4 separate regions of the Mus musculus genome follow, and all the other regions are linked to region 4. The links are chromatin contacts, called in public promoter capture Hi-C maps. All regions are on one chromosome and are shown on one strand. The core of a region is the stretch at or near the end of the contact, and the rest is flanking DNA. Distances in the headings are between cores, read along the strand shown. Region 1 holds the start of Kmt5c (lysine methyltransferase 5C). Region 2 holds the start of D630041G03Rik (RIKEN cDNA D630041G03 gene). Region 3 holds the start of Zfp628 (zinc finger protein 628). Region 4 holds the start of Zfp418 (zinc finger protein 418).

Region 1 (2,796 bases), core at 83-2,582, 2.4 Mb after region 4:
GGGAGTTGGGATAGCTGGGCTCTCATCAAGGGAAAGGGGAAAAGGAACTCCATAGGAGCTTCTGGCCTGCCTTTGCTGACCCCCTGCTAGGCTGATTCTCCCGTCCTCAGCACCTCCCTCCAAGGTCACCCTCCTCTGGGGAGTGGTCAAAAGGTTGTGGGTGGAGCCCAGGCAGCCATTAGGGGAAGAAGGATCCAGTCCCTAATGCCTCTCCGAGGACTCCAGCAAAAGGGAAGCCCGCCAGAGGACAAAAAACAGGAAGAAGGGAGGAACAGAAAGGAGAGGAGGAACAAGTCAAAACAAAGGGTCGGAGGCAAAGAGGGGAAAAAAATAGATTCAGAAAACCAAATCAAATAAAATGGAGGGCCAGGTTACCCAGTACCCTCACTGTGGTGTGTCTGACAATTCTGCGCTTTGGGAGAGAGCAAGAAGGCAGAGTGTGGCAAGACACACTCCGCCACTCTGGGAGAAAGATCTGGAAAAAAAACGGTCTGGGTTAAATGAAGAGGGTGCTTAGAAAAAAAGCCTGGAAGCTGGGAAAAGACAAAGTGAGGTGTAGGGAGTATGATGTGAAGGGAGAGAAAGGGGAGAGAAAGATGGAGGGAAGTCAGGATTGGCGGGGGTGGGGGGAAGAAGGCACCTGAGGTTGCAAGGGAGGAGCCCACGAAATCCAAAGGGTAGATATGCCTGGGGTCCAAGGGAAGGGCTTAGCGGTTCCAAGCAGGGTTTGAGGGAATCCTGGGGGATTTGAAGTGATGGAAACCTGAAAGATCCTACGGGTTCGAGGAGGGAATTGAGGGCGCTAAGTAGCTAACTAAAGCCTGGGAAGGTTGCAGAAGGGGGCTGGGGAAACAGAGAGTCAGAGGAAGGGCCTCAGAGACCAGGATAGTGAGACAGGAGTCAGGAAGTGCCCTGAGTGTGACAGGGTAGGTAGGTTACGATGCAGGAAAAGGTGGTGGGGATGGGCCCTGGTGGGGCAAGGAGCGACTCCTAAGGTGCAAGGAAAGTCCTGAGAGTGAGAGAGGAGTCTGCATGGGCTCCAAGGGTGCAGGGAAGGGTACGAGTGAGGAGCGCGTAGATCCGCGGGGCTGGAGACTTGGACCGCAAGGTTCGAGGAAGGGCCCGGGGACAGCCGGTTCAGGGGGTGACTGGGAGGCCGGGCGGCGCGGGGCGGGGGCCAAGAGGGGGCTCAGAGGTCGGGCCCCGCGCCGCCCCTCACCCGCTTCTCCTCCTCCTTCTCCTCAGGAACCCGCGTTGCAGCCGCCACCTCCACCCACCGCCTCCTCCGGCTCTCGTCCGACACAGCCGCCGCGCCTCCCCTCGGCCGGCGTAACAAACAGCTTAACCTTCCTTTGGCCCAACCCGCCGTCACTCTTCCGTTGCTATGAAACTCGCGCTGTTCTTATTGGCTGACTCTCATTGCTCTCTTTTTCCCGCCTCTTCTGGCCCCAGTCGGTGCCCTGACAAAACCCCTCCACGCCCACTCTGTCAATAAATCCAGCGAACTACAGCCAATGGCTCGGGTCGCTGTCATTCAGGCGTTGCCATAAAAATCTGTCCCGCCTCTTCTTCTGCACTGTCCCAAATCAGTGCTTTCATTGGCTTAAAGAGCCGTCGCTCCAACAGAAACTCTGTTTGGGTCAGGTTATTCAGGTCCAAGTGAAAAGAGGGAGGGCTCTGTCAGAGACAAACTTCGTATATTATTGGTTGGCCTTGGACAGGACCACGCTTCCATTCGTTAAGGCCTCCGCCCATCACCCTAAATCCGGAGCTCTATTCTCTTTCTTTCAGCTTGAAGTGGGGCAAAATCCCTGAGCGAACCAGGAAGGAAAGAGGTGAATGCACACACGCGCCATCGCGCTCCCGGCCCCAGGAGACCATTGGTTGCCATGGCAACAAAACTTCAGTGCCAACCCTGCTTAGCAAGAAGATCTTTTCTCTTTCCCAGTATTCCTTATCTTTGGAAAATTGTACCTACAAGAACTCTGTGAAGTTTTCTTGTCCTGCCTGTGAACAGTTCAGAAAGAGACGACGCTGAGAAGTTGGGACTTAGAAGACAAGCTCTGATTCATGGGGCACTCCCCTGGGGAAACCCCTTAATTAAGATTACCCACCTCTTCAATCCTGCAAGTATAATTAGCAGGATATCATAATTACGTCCAAACAAGTAAGCTTACTTTTGTTTTTGTCTTTCCTGAGTTATCTATTTGGTGGGTTAGGATAATGCCTACAGCACAGAATGTTTTGTTACTACAGACTGAAGGAACAACCGATTGAAGTGAGATGGGACATTGAAATGGCCCAGTGTGTAAAAGCACCTGCCCACAAGTCTCATAGCCAGGATCCGCATAATGGAAAGAAAGCACCGACTCCTGAAGGTTGTCCTTGACCTCCACATTCATGCCAAGGCGCGCGCGCGCGCGCGCGCACGCACACACACACACACACACACACACACACACACACAATTGATTAAATCATAGTAGCTTCTCTTTTGAGACATGAGCTTTGACTGTCCTAGAACTCACCATGTAGATCAGGCATGAATTTGCTCGTCATCCTTGCACAGGAGCCATGCAAATCTTCACTGTATCGCTGCAATTTTAGTATATGTGCTGCTGCAACATTTTGTTTTTAAGGAGGCTGAAGTTTTGCACCGTTCTGTGATCTTGGGGTTTTGCCAACTCACAGCTTCATGGTTGCGTCTACAAAGCAAATATCATACACTGATATACTTTCAAGTGTCTGAGGTCCATGCCTCACCACCCTTCTCTCTCCTAAATTCTAAGACAGCTC
Region 2 (2,907 bases), core at 170-2,669, 2.7 Mb after region 4:
GGGCCTGGAACGAAAGGAGGTCATTTCTTATTAGTGCACGAATGATGGATGGGTCAAAGTGCCCTCACTCCATCGACGCCCAGCAATGGATGCATCCTCACCAGCAGACTGAAGGCGTATTTGATTTTCTGAAGCACGTCGGTGTACTCAGCCTCAGTGGGTGGCTTGGCCCTCAGTGTCAGCAGACCCTCTGTGCGGAGAGAGCAGGTGAGGTTGTGGGGACACCAAGAAAGCATTAGACAACAATTCCAAAGGTGTAAACACCCAAACGGGTGGCCTTAGGAAGTCAGACCTGGCTGGTGGTGGGAGACCCCAGGGGGAGAGGATATTTGGACATCACTCAGGAAGGTGTGTTCTCGGTCCATGTGGAAGCCCCTTACCTCCCGCAGCTCGGCGTCGTGTCCTGCGGCCTCTCTCGCGGTGCTCCAAAACCCGGGTAGCCTCTGCTGATTTTTGCAGTCTGGATACAAAACTCTCCACGTCGTCAAACACGTGGTTCAGAATATCCTACCATAAGCAAGAGAGGTAAGAGTGGTGCTCCTGAGTCTCAGACTCTGGTCTAGGTCCAGGGCTCCAATCTGAACTCCTGGACACACCCCCTACGTCAGGCCATGCCCATAACTGGAGCAGTGGGTGGTCTATATCAAAGACTCTAGCCATACTTCTAGAATTAACTCCCATCCCCGACCCAGCATCTTGTCAGCTAGTCACACCTAGACGTGCCACGTTCCTGAATCTCGTTCCCCACTCCAAGACTGACTTGATTGTCAAGGAAATCTTTTTCTCCTAGCTGGTGCCTCTCACTCAAGCTCACCACATCCCGCTCTGCCTGCAGACCCGCCAGCTCAGGTCCTCTTGGGCCCAAGTCTGGGGAGGTAGGGTCAGCACTGCTAGTCGTGCGAGCTTGGTCGGGTTTCCTTGCTTCCTCAGTCTCTGGAATTGACTCCACTTGGGGTCGCCCGCGGACTGCGGATGGTTCCACGGTGTTGATCACCAGGCGGACAGACGGGCGACGCTGTAAGGGCGGGGTCTCCGCTGCTGGAGAGGCGCCGCGTCGCAGCTCCTCCTGCGTCGCCCTGAGTTAAGAAAAAGGGGAGACCGAGGCTGGGGCAACCGATGGGATCAGGAAGGGGGGGGGGCGGTCAAACGAAGGCTGGGCATTTCATAATGAGAAACTGGATACGAAGATGGAGAAACCAAAGACCAAGACAGGCTAAAGTAGAAGACTGGAGCGGAGCGGTCACCTTGTCTGGGAGGTACAGGTAAGACCTGGCCAAGGCTAATTTGTGACCACATTCAACACTCTAGGCTGTTCGTACCAAGCTCATTTCTTAGCTGAGGAGAGTGAGGTCCATAGATGGGAGAATTTTTTTTTTCAGTGCGCTCTGCATCTGCTTCCCCCTTCTCCTCACCTGAGCGCTGCTGCCCTGCGTTCTCCACGTCCGGAGCGGTAGTTCTGCAGAGCCCCTTGGATGTCCTCACGGATCAGCTCCGCCTGTCAATCATACTTTAAGATCTCCCCTCTTACGCCCCACCCATTGCCTGCCCAGGACTCTTTCTTGTTCTCAGCGCTTTGCCTCCGACTGTCTTGGACAAACCCCATGGACCCCATCTTGGTTCTGCCTGCCTGCCTGCCTGCTTCCAACCATCTTTTTTATGTTTTTCTCAAAGCCTTTGTTCTGCATCTTCTTCCCATCGTCACATTCAGTCATGGTCTAGAGTTCATTCAACCTGTCCTCAATTCTGGTTCCCTCTCAGACCTGCTTTCCTAGGCTATGTCCCCGTTTGCCAAGGCCCCGCCCCAAACATGGAAGCCCCGCCTCTGATTCTCTACTAGAAAAAAAAGCCACCCGGAGCCACGCCCACTCACTCCGAGGAGCAGGCCCTGGAAGAAATGAACATCCGGCTGTGCACGCTCTGGCTCCTGGCACACCAGGAGCAGCAATGAACGGCTCCGTCCTCGGGGCATCACCGCGTCGCAGCGTACGATGGCATCGAGAGGATATGACTCTAGTTCTTCCTGCAGGACGGGGTCGCAGGGTAAACGGAGGCACAGATTCCTATGACTGCTAGAGCAGTGTCCAGGACTTGGGGCAAGGCAACCGAAAGAGTTCAGGGGCCTAGAAATAACACCCTGTTTAATAACCTAGGCTTCAAAGGATAGCTTGCCAAAGTTCCCAGGGGAAGGACGCTTCGGAGCCAAGATTCACCCTCAGATCTCAGCCCCATTTCTCTCTTCCACCCAATTGCTCTCTGGCACCTTGGAGACTGGATCAAGCAGAGTGACTTGACTAGGTGACACTCTCAGTAGCATCTCCTGTGCCCAGACACGCCCCTGGCTGTCCATGACTGCCAGCTTTCTGGAAGCATCTTCCACAGTGTGCACGCCATCTTCTTCCCCCAAGCAGAAGGTGACCAGGTGCTGGCAGGAGACAGAGTAGGTAGCTGAGTCCCAGGCTATGCCAAGCTGTTGCTGAGCTTCTAGAGGGAGCTCCTGTTCAGCCTAGCCATACTTCCCCAGAATGCTTTCCTCAGACCCTTTGAATCCAGACCTCAGTCTCCCTCCCTCAGACCCTTCAGCTCCTTCAGTGGCCAGCACTGATTAGATTTCCTTCCAATTAGGACATCTTCAAACCAAGATTGGAGGCTTCTCAAGGGCAACAAATAATAAGGATTGAACTCTTGTAAGTGCCTCCTCTGCTTTGCATTATGACATCCACACCCTCTCCTGGACCATGGAACCGTGGCCGATTTGGTCCTGCATCCTGCACTGGGGATGGCTCAGAGGAAGATCAGACAGAACTGAGTTCTCAGGCAACAGGGACGGATGTTCATGGGGAGAGAAGAGCTGAGTTTTCCTAGTCTCTTCCTTCTTTCTTTCCTTCTTTTTCCCTCCCTTCCTCCTGC
Region 3 (3,163 bases), core at 585-3,084, 2.3 Mb after region 4:
GAGTCTGAGGCAAACCTGGATAGTAGTCACACCTATAAGGGGACAGAAGACAAACTCCCTTACAGGAGCCTGCTGACTGCGCATAACTACGTCCGTCTTCTCCCCTCTTGCAGGCCTCCTGTCCCTCTAGCCGTTCAACTAAGCAGGGAAAGCTACCACCACCTTATGCCTAGTGCCCTTCCCCTCCACCATCCACAACTCACACTGTCACCTCCAAGTCTTCAAGAACTCACCCCAGAGAGCCTTCCTCAGACCACCCTTGAGCACTCCCTGATCTCCTCCCATGCCTTATTTGCTCCCTTCTTCACGGGGCCCATCACCTTCTAAATACTATAGGGCAAGCATTTCTCTTTGTCTTTTTGAGACACAGTTTCTCTGCACAGCCCTGGCTGTCCTGGAACTCACTACCTAGACCAGGCTGGCCTCGAACTCAGATGTCTGCATCTGCCTCCTGAGTGCTGGGCTCAAAGGCGTGCATCACCACCACCCTAGCCAGGACTTCTCAACCTCACCAGCACAGAGATTTGGAGACAGGTCATTCTTTGTCAGAGGGGCTGTCTAATAAATGGATGGGTGTTCATCAGGATTCCTGACTCAATAGGATGGATGCCACTGGTAACAAAACACAGTGCCAGCTTGACCCTTCCCTAGTAAATCCTGAAGTCAGTACTGCAGTGACAGTACCCCAGGACAGTCCCATCAACATATAAGTCTCTTACTGCTTGTTCTACTCTGTCAATGTTCACATCATCCAAACAGAGAACCTCTGCTTCGTTCGATCGATCGTTCTCTGATGCATCCATCACCCACCAAAACATCAGGAGAGAGCATGCTCAGTAAAGACAGTCTGAGTGAAGAGAGGGAGGCACCCCCTTTTGACAGGTTATAAAGGATTTCTTTTTCAAAGGGCAATAGGCTATGAAGGATTGTTTTTTTAAAGGGCTGTTGTTCCTTTTGGCGTGTAGGTGACAAATGAGGTTCAGAAACTGTCTGTGCCTCTGAGGCCATATCTTTTAACACAAGAGGCCCAACGGAACAGGGACCCATCTTAGCAGTGAGAGTGCCCTTTAAGCGTCTGGGCTTTACGAGGAAGCTCTTGGGGTTTGGGATGTAGCTCGGTTATTAAGGGTTAATGACTGGCATGCACAAAGCTCTGGGTTCTTGTCACAGTACACCATAGAACTGGGCGTGGTGGCACAGGCAGGCCTGTAATCCCAGCGCGCAGATGAAGGCAGCAGGATCGTAAATTTAAGGTCATTGTCAGCTATACAGTGAGTCTGACGGCATCCTAAGCTACATGAGGTTTTATCTGGGAGGGAAAAAAGATCTCTTTGTTCAGATAGTCTAGGGACCAGCAGAATTATGAAACTTTTCCTTCAATGTTTGGGAAACTATCACCCGCTTTTAAGGAAATAACCCCCTTTTAGGAGAAAGGGGAGAAGGGAAAGGGCAGGAAGCTTTGCAAAAATGCAGCTAAACACACTGTCCTTACCCCTTTAAGAGGGCGGAGCCGGCCTAACAGATTAAATATCGGAGGCGAAATAGCGACCTTCCCTTTAAGGTACCCCTTCCGGTTTCCCGCTCGCCGTTCTCCAAACGACTCCGCCCTCCGGCCCTTCCCCCACCGCGCCCTCCGGTCTCTCACCTGTGGCCCCGGTCGGGGAGGGGGATCAAGGAGAACCCCAGGGCCTTCCCGCGGGGGCTGACGGGAAGCGGGGCCCGGCACAGCGCTGCGGGACCCGCGGCCCGGGAGGGGGCGGGGGCGCGCTCCCTCCCCACGGCCCCCGGCGCGAGGCACTCAACCTTTATCGGCGGCCTCTCGCGCACACAAACCCCGCCGCCGCCGCCTTCGTGCGTCATGACGCAACGCGCCAAGCCCGGCCCGGCCCCACCCACTGCTGGGGTTCGCCAGATGCAGAATCCCGGGGGTCCAAGCCTCAGGCCCGTGGTGTACACGCAGACCCTGTTCCCTCGTGCTGGGAAGGAAACTGAGGCACTCAACCTTCCTGCATGGCCTGGGATGGCCTGGGTCTCGGGAGTCTGAGTTGCCCCTACAAGCCTGCTTTTTTTCCCCTGCCTGCTGGTATCTGGGGCCAAGCTTGCTTTCTGAGCCTGTGCTGAGACTTTCGGATAGATTATTTTTGTTGTCTTAATTGTTTTTTGTTTTTGTTTTTTACTTTTTGAGACAATGGGCTCTTGTAGGCTCATGTAGCACGGGCTGGCCTTGAATTTTTTTTTTTTTTTCCGAGACAGTCCTGGAACTCTGTAGACCAGGCTGGACTCGAATTCAGAAATCCTCCTGCCTCTGCCTCCCAAGTGCTGGGATTAAAGGTGTGCGCCACCACTGCCCGGCTGCCTTTTTCTTAAGATCTATTTATTTTTACCTTCTCTGTATATGTGAGTTCCCACATGCATGTCTGTGCACCCCATGTGTGCCTGGTGCCTGAGGAAGCCAAAACAGAGTGTCAGATCCTTTGGAGCTAGAGTTACAGGGCAGTTGTGAACTGTCTGGTGTGGTCCCAAGGAACCGAAGCCCAGTCCTCTGTAAAACTAGCAGTTGTTCTTAACTACAAAGCTATCACCCCAGCCCTAACTTAGAGGGCTGGTGAGATGGCTCAGACTGATGGTACTGATGCTCGCTGCCCAGTGAAGCCATAGAGGAGTCTTAATCCAGCAACATGGCTATTGTGGCTGGAACACAGATATGACCTTAGTACACACCTTTAATTCCAGGAGACAGAGGCAAGCAGATCTCTTTGAGTCCAAGGCCAGCCTGGAATAGAGCAAGTTTCAGGTAAGGAAAAGCTTAGGACCAGGTTTGGTGGTGCATGCCTTTAATCCCAGCACTCAGGAGATAGAGGCATGTAGATCTCTGAGTTCTAGGCAACCAGTTCAGTTGAATCAGTGAGTTGAGAGGCTATGCAGAGGAGTTCAGAGGTAGTTTTCATAGAGATGGTTTTATAGAGACAAGTTGCAGGTGAAGACACAATGAGCCAGAGAATAAAAAGAAGCCAAATTAGAACAGATTTCTAGAGTTAGTTTGAGGTCAAGCAGAGCAATTCAGTCAGAAGCTGAGAGAATCAGTCACTTTGGAGAGGTGTTTAGGCCAGAGAAGCTGAGTTGAACCAGCCAGCCAGAATTCAGAAAGAGCTAGAAAGGGTGA
Region 4 (3,132 bases), core at 435-2,934:
TAACACCCTAGAGCTCCCAGGGACTAAACCACCAATCAAAGAGTACATATGGAGGGACCCATGACTCCAGCTGGATATGTAGCAGAGGATGGCCTTATTTGGCATCAATGGCATCCTTGGTTCTATGGAGGCTTGATGTCCCAGAGCAGGTGAATGCTAAGGCAGTGAGGTGGGAGAGCTCCCTCACAGAAGCAGAGAGGAGGGGGATAGGATAGGGGGTTTGTGGAGGGGAAACTGGGAAGGGGGATAACATTTTAAAAGTATTAAAATAATAAAATAAAGCTGATTCTGTTTCCTAATCCACCCGTATTCAAGGATAAACAGCAGCCTTCAGCAATCAGGATGTCTCCATGCTTAATTTTCCCCAGAGTTGTAGATCTGTGTGACTAGCCAGCGGCTGACATTCCCACTATACTACTGGGTTTTGAAATCTCAGTCTCCCTCTTTTTGTATTTATTTATTTATTTATTTATTTATTTATTTATTTATTTATTTTCTCCCAGTATGCATATGTATGTGAGTGTACAAGTAGAAAAGCAGGGCACAATTTTCAGGAATCAGTTCTCTCCCTTTATCATGTAGGTTCTGGGGACTGACTTAAGTACTCAGGCTTGGTAGCAAGTGCCTTTACCAACTGAGCTATCTTATCAATCACTCATTCTTTCTTAGGGTCTCACCATGTATCCCAGGCTGGCTTTGAACGTGCCTTGGTCCTCTCTAGTGTTCAGACTCCAGGGATATGCCTCCATGCTAAATGTTACATTCCATTCTTAAGAACCCCCACAAAAATGAATTCCACTACCAACGTGAGGCAAGAAGTGTGGCCACACTGGTGAACTTACTAGAACACCCCACACTCACCTGTATACAGACCATACCCTTTTCTGTAGATCTGGGAACCTGTGGGAAGAAAGTTGTAAGAATCAAAGACCATGGTAAGTTTTCATGGACCTGGACCCCTGTCCAGTCCTGAATCTTCATAACCTTTTATATCTAAATTATCTCTAAACTATGCATAGTGCTGAGTCATAGCAGCTGCGGGATGTTGCACAAAGCTTTATTCTCCTGAGGGCTCCATATTATTCTCTTCCAGCCCGCTCTAACTCTGTGCAGCTTTTGGAATATTTTGAATAACCTCTAGCTACATTTATCTTCCATTCAGTCCCGCTGGCTCCTCCGTAGTGAGGGCATAGTTAATGCACCTCACCTTGCCGTTTTTTTAGGCTGGAATGCTCCCGGTTAAAGTGGCCAAACGTGATACTGCCCACACAAATCAGTCAATCACTCTTCTCTTGGTCCCACTCTTCCATGCCTCATCAGACTAGTTACGAGAAATGCGGATCCCATCCACGAGCTTGGCACTGTTCTGGACACAGGGATTAAGTTTTTCATAAGGATGTGAGCTGAGCGGGAGTCCTCAAGGGGCTCTAGGACTCAAAGTATCTAGGGAGAGGGAGCGCCTAGTATGTGGCACTTACCTGAGCCAGGTGCTTCAGCGCCGCCATCCGGCTCTGTAGAGTACGCAGGGGCCGGTGCACGGCCGCCGCGGCTGATGATGGTCTGCTTGGCCGACACCCAGTGCCTGTTCGCTCTCGTACCTTTAGTCTAACTTGCTGATTTTAAAGCTCAGAATCCTCCAAATACCAACCCATGGACAGTTAAACCAAAGACAGGACAAAATGCAGGAAGTACCGCCCAATGTCTGTCGACCTTCCCAGGCAGAAACTGCCCTCTTTGGCTCAGCAGTTTGCTACTCTGCTCTTGGCATTGTGGGTAATGTAGTTCCTACTGCTCAGGCTTGAACCAACAGCAGCCCATAATCCATCCTCACAATGATCTTAATTTGTTTCAGAATATTTCTGCAGTAAAGGAAGAGTGGGGATTTTATTTGGGATTTTATTTGGGGGAACCTATATGTATTTATAAAGGAAAACACTCCAGATGCAATGCTGACACATCTCTGACCATGCTTAGTGAAGAAATATGTTGCTACTTATGGAAAGATATTCGACACACTGTAGCATGTTTTAAATAGAGATAATTTAGCCCAAATTTTGAAAGTTAAAACAGCAGACAGGAAAAACTTTTCGAGCCTCTCTTGAGAGGTTTTGTAAGCCACTCTGCATTTAGAATGAGTGAGTTAAATATAGAGTAAGCCAAATTGAAGAATAAATATGAAGAAAGAAATACCAAAACATCTAGTTGGGAGAAAATATCCAGCAAAAACCAAACAAGGCAGCCATCTGTGAGTCCTAATGGGGGAGATCCCCCGCAGAACAATGTCCTATCAGGTAACTTCAGGAAAGAACAAGGAGCACCATAAAGGGACAACATCATCCAATCAGGTATTCACAGCACTAGCAGAAGCTAACAGGGTGGGGAGGGCAAGGTGAGGCAATGACGGAGTTCCTGACTGAGCTTTCTCCCCAGGCATGAGCTTCCTATGGCTGAATTGTTCTTTTTCAATACAATAACTTATTAATGTATTATTTGTTTCTTTGTTTTAAGACAAGGCATCACTTCATAAGCCTGGCTGGCCTGGAACTCACTATGTAAACTACGCTGTTCCCTAACTCATAGGGATCCTCCTGTCTCTGGAGTGCTGGAATTAAAGGCATGGGCCATCACTCTGGGCACATTACAGAGATTTTTATATCCTAGGAGAAACAGTAGTAAATTTTGTTAGAAATGTTCACTTTATACCTGTTCTGAAGGACACACAATTTAACATTCAGGCTGTTTTGCTTTTCCCTCTGAATGAAAATTAAGACACAATAGCTCCAGGGTATGGTGGAAGAGGAAATTTTTATTGTAGATGTAAGGGAGAGTATAGACTGAGGCATCTAGAAAGATTCAGACAGACCAAGAGAGAGAGAGAATTCAAGGGAAGAAGTGAAGAGAAGAGACAGAGACAGAGACAGAGACAGAGACAGAGACAGAGAAGGGGTAGGGGGTAGGAGCAAGCTGATCAAGAGAGGCAAGAGTAAGCCAAGAGATCCTGTGGCTGAGGAAAGAGAAATTGAGGGAACTTAAGGGAGGTCCCTGGGTTAGCGTAGGGTGCAGAGTGAGAAGTGCCTACAGGAGCAAAAGGTACTGGCTGAGACTAGAGGCCAAGCAGACAATAGTATTCTT

What was found. Promoter capture Hi-C pulls out the DNA fragments that hold promoters and counts their contacts.
Region 1: a promoter capture Hi-C map of liver shows a contact between it and region 4, with 2.3 times the contacts expected there. The contact joins the promoter of Kmt5c here to the promoter of Zfp418 in region 4. A contact is called at or near these places in 2 of 39 promoter capture datasets (liver and pre-B cells).
Region 2: a contact with region 4 is called in a promoter capture Hi-C map of hippocampal neurons, with 4 times the contacts expected there. The contact joins the promoter of D630041G03Rik here to the promoter of Zfp418 in region 4. A contact is called at or near these places in 2 of 39 promoter capture datasets (cranial neural crest and hippocampal neurons).
Region 3: a contact with region 4 is called in a promoter capture Hi-C map of liver, with 2.4 times the contacts expected there. The contact joins the promoter of Zfp628 here to the promoter of Zfp418 in region 4. A contact is called at or near these places in 3 of 39 promoter capture datasets (cranial neural crest, hippocampal neurons and liver).

Annotation. Positions count from the first base shown.
Region 1 is chr7:4,738,663-4,741,458 of GRCm38.p6, reverse strand. Kmt5c (lysine methyltransferase 5C) reads right to left here and starts at 1,332. Exons shown (of 9, transcript NM_146177.2): 1 at 1,220-1,332. Gm24537 (a small nuclear RNA gene) reads right to left here and starts at 2,627; the gene lies at 2,526-2,627. It overlaps Gm42369 (a long non-coding RNA gene), which reads left to right and starts at 1,379. Exons shown (of 2, transcript XR_881802.3): 1 at 1,379-2,167; 2 at 2,257-2,469.
Region 2 is chr7:4,469,396-4,472,302 of GRCm38.p6, reverse strand. D630041G03Rik (RIKEN cDNA D630041G03 gene) reads left to right here and starts at 1,419. Exons shown (of 1, transcript NR_028416.1): 1 at 1,419-2,907. It overlaps Eps8l1 (EPS8-like 1), which reads right to left. Exons shown (of 20, transcript NM_001374622.1): 5 at 2,261-2,422; 6 at 1,871-2,020; 7 at 1,413-1,495; 8 at 815-1,076; 9 at 381-507; 10 at 102-190; 11 at 1-4. It also overlaps a transcript of Rdh13 not described here.
Region 3 is chr7:4,913,888-4,917,050 of GRCm38.p6, reverse strand. Zfp628 (zinc finger protein 628) reads right to left here and starts at 1,834. Exons shown (of 3, transcript NM_170759.2): 1 at 1,646-1,834.
Region 4 is chr7:7,169,905-7,173,036 of GRCm38.p6, reverse strand. It overlaps Zfp418 (zinc finger protein 418), which reads right to left and starts at 1,684. Exons shown (of 4, transcript NM_146179.2): 1 at 1,479-1,684; 2 at 862-900. The coding sequence starts at 1,505.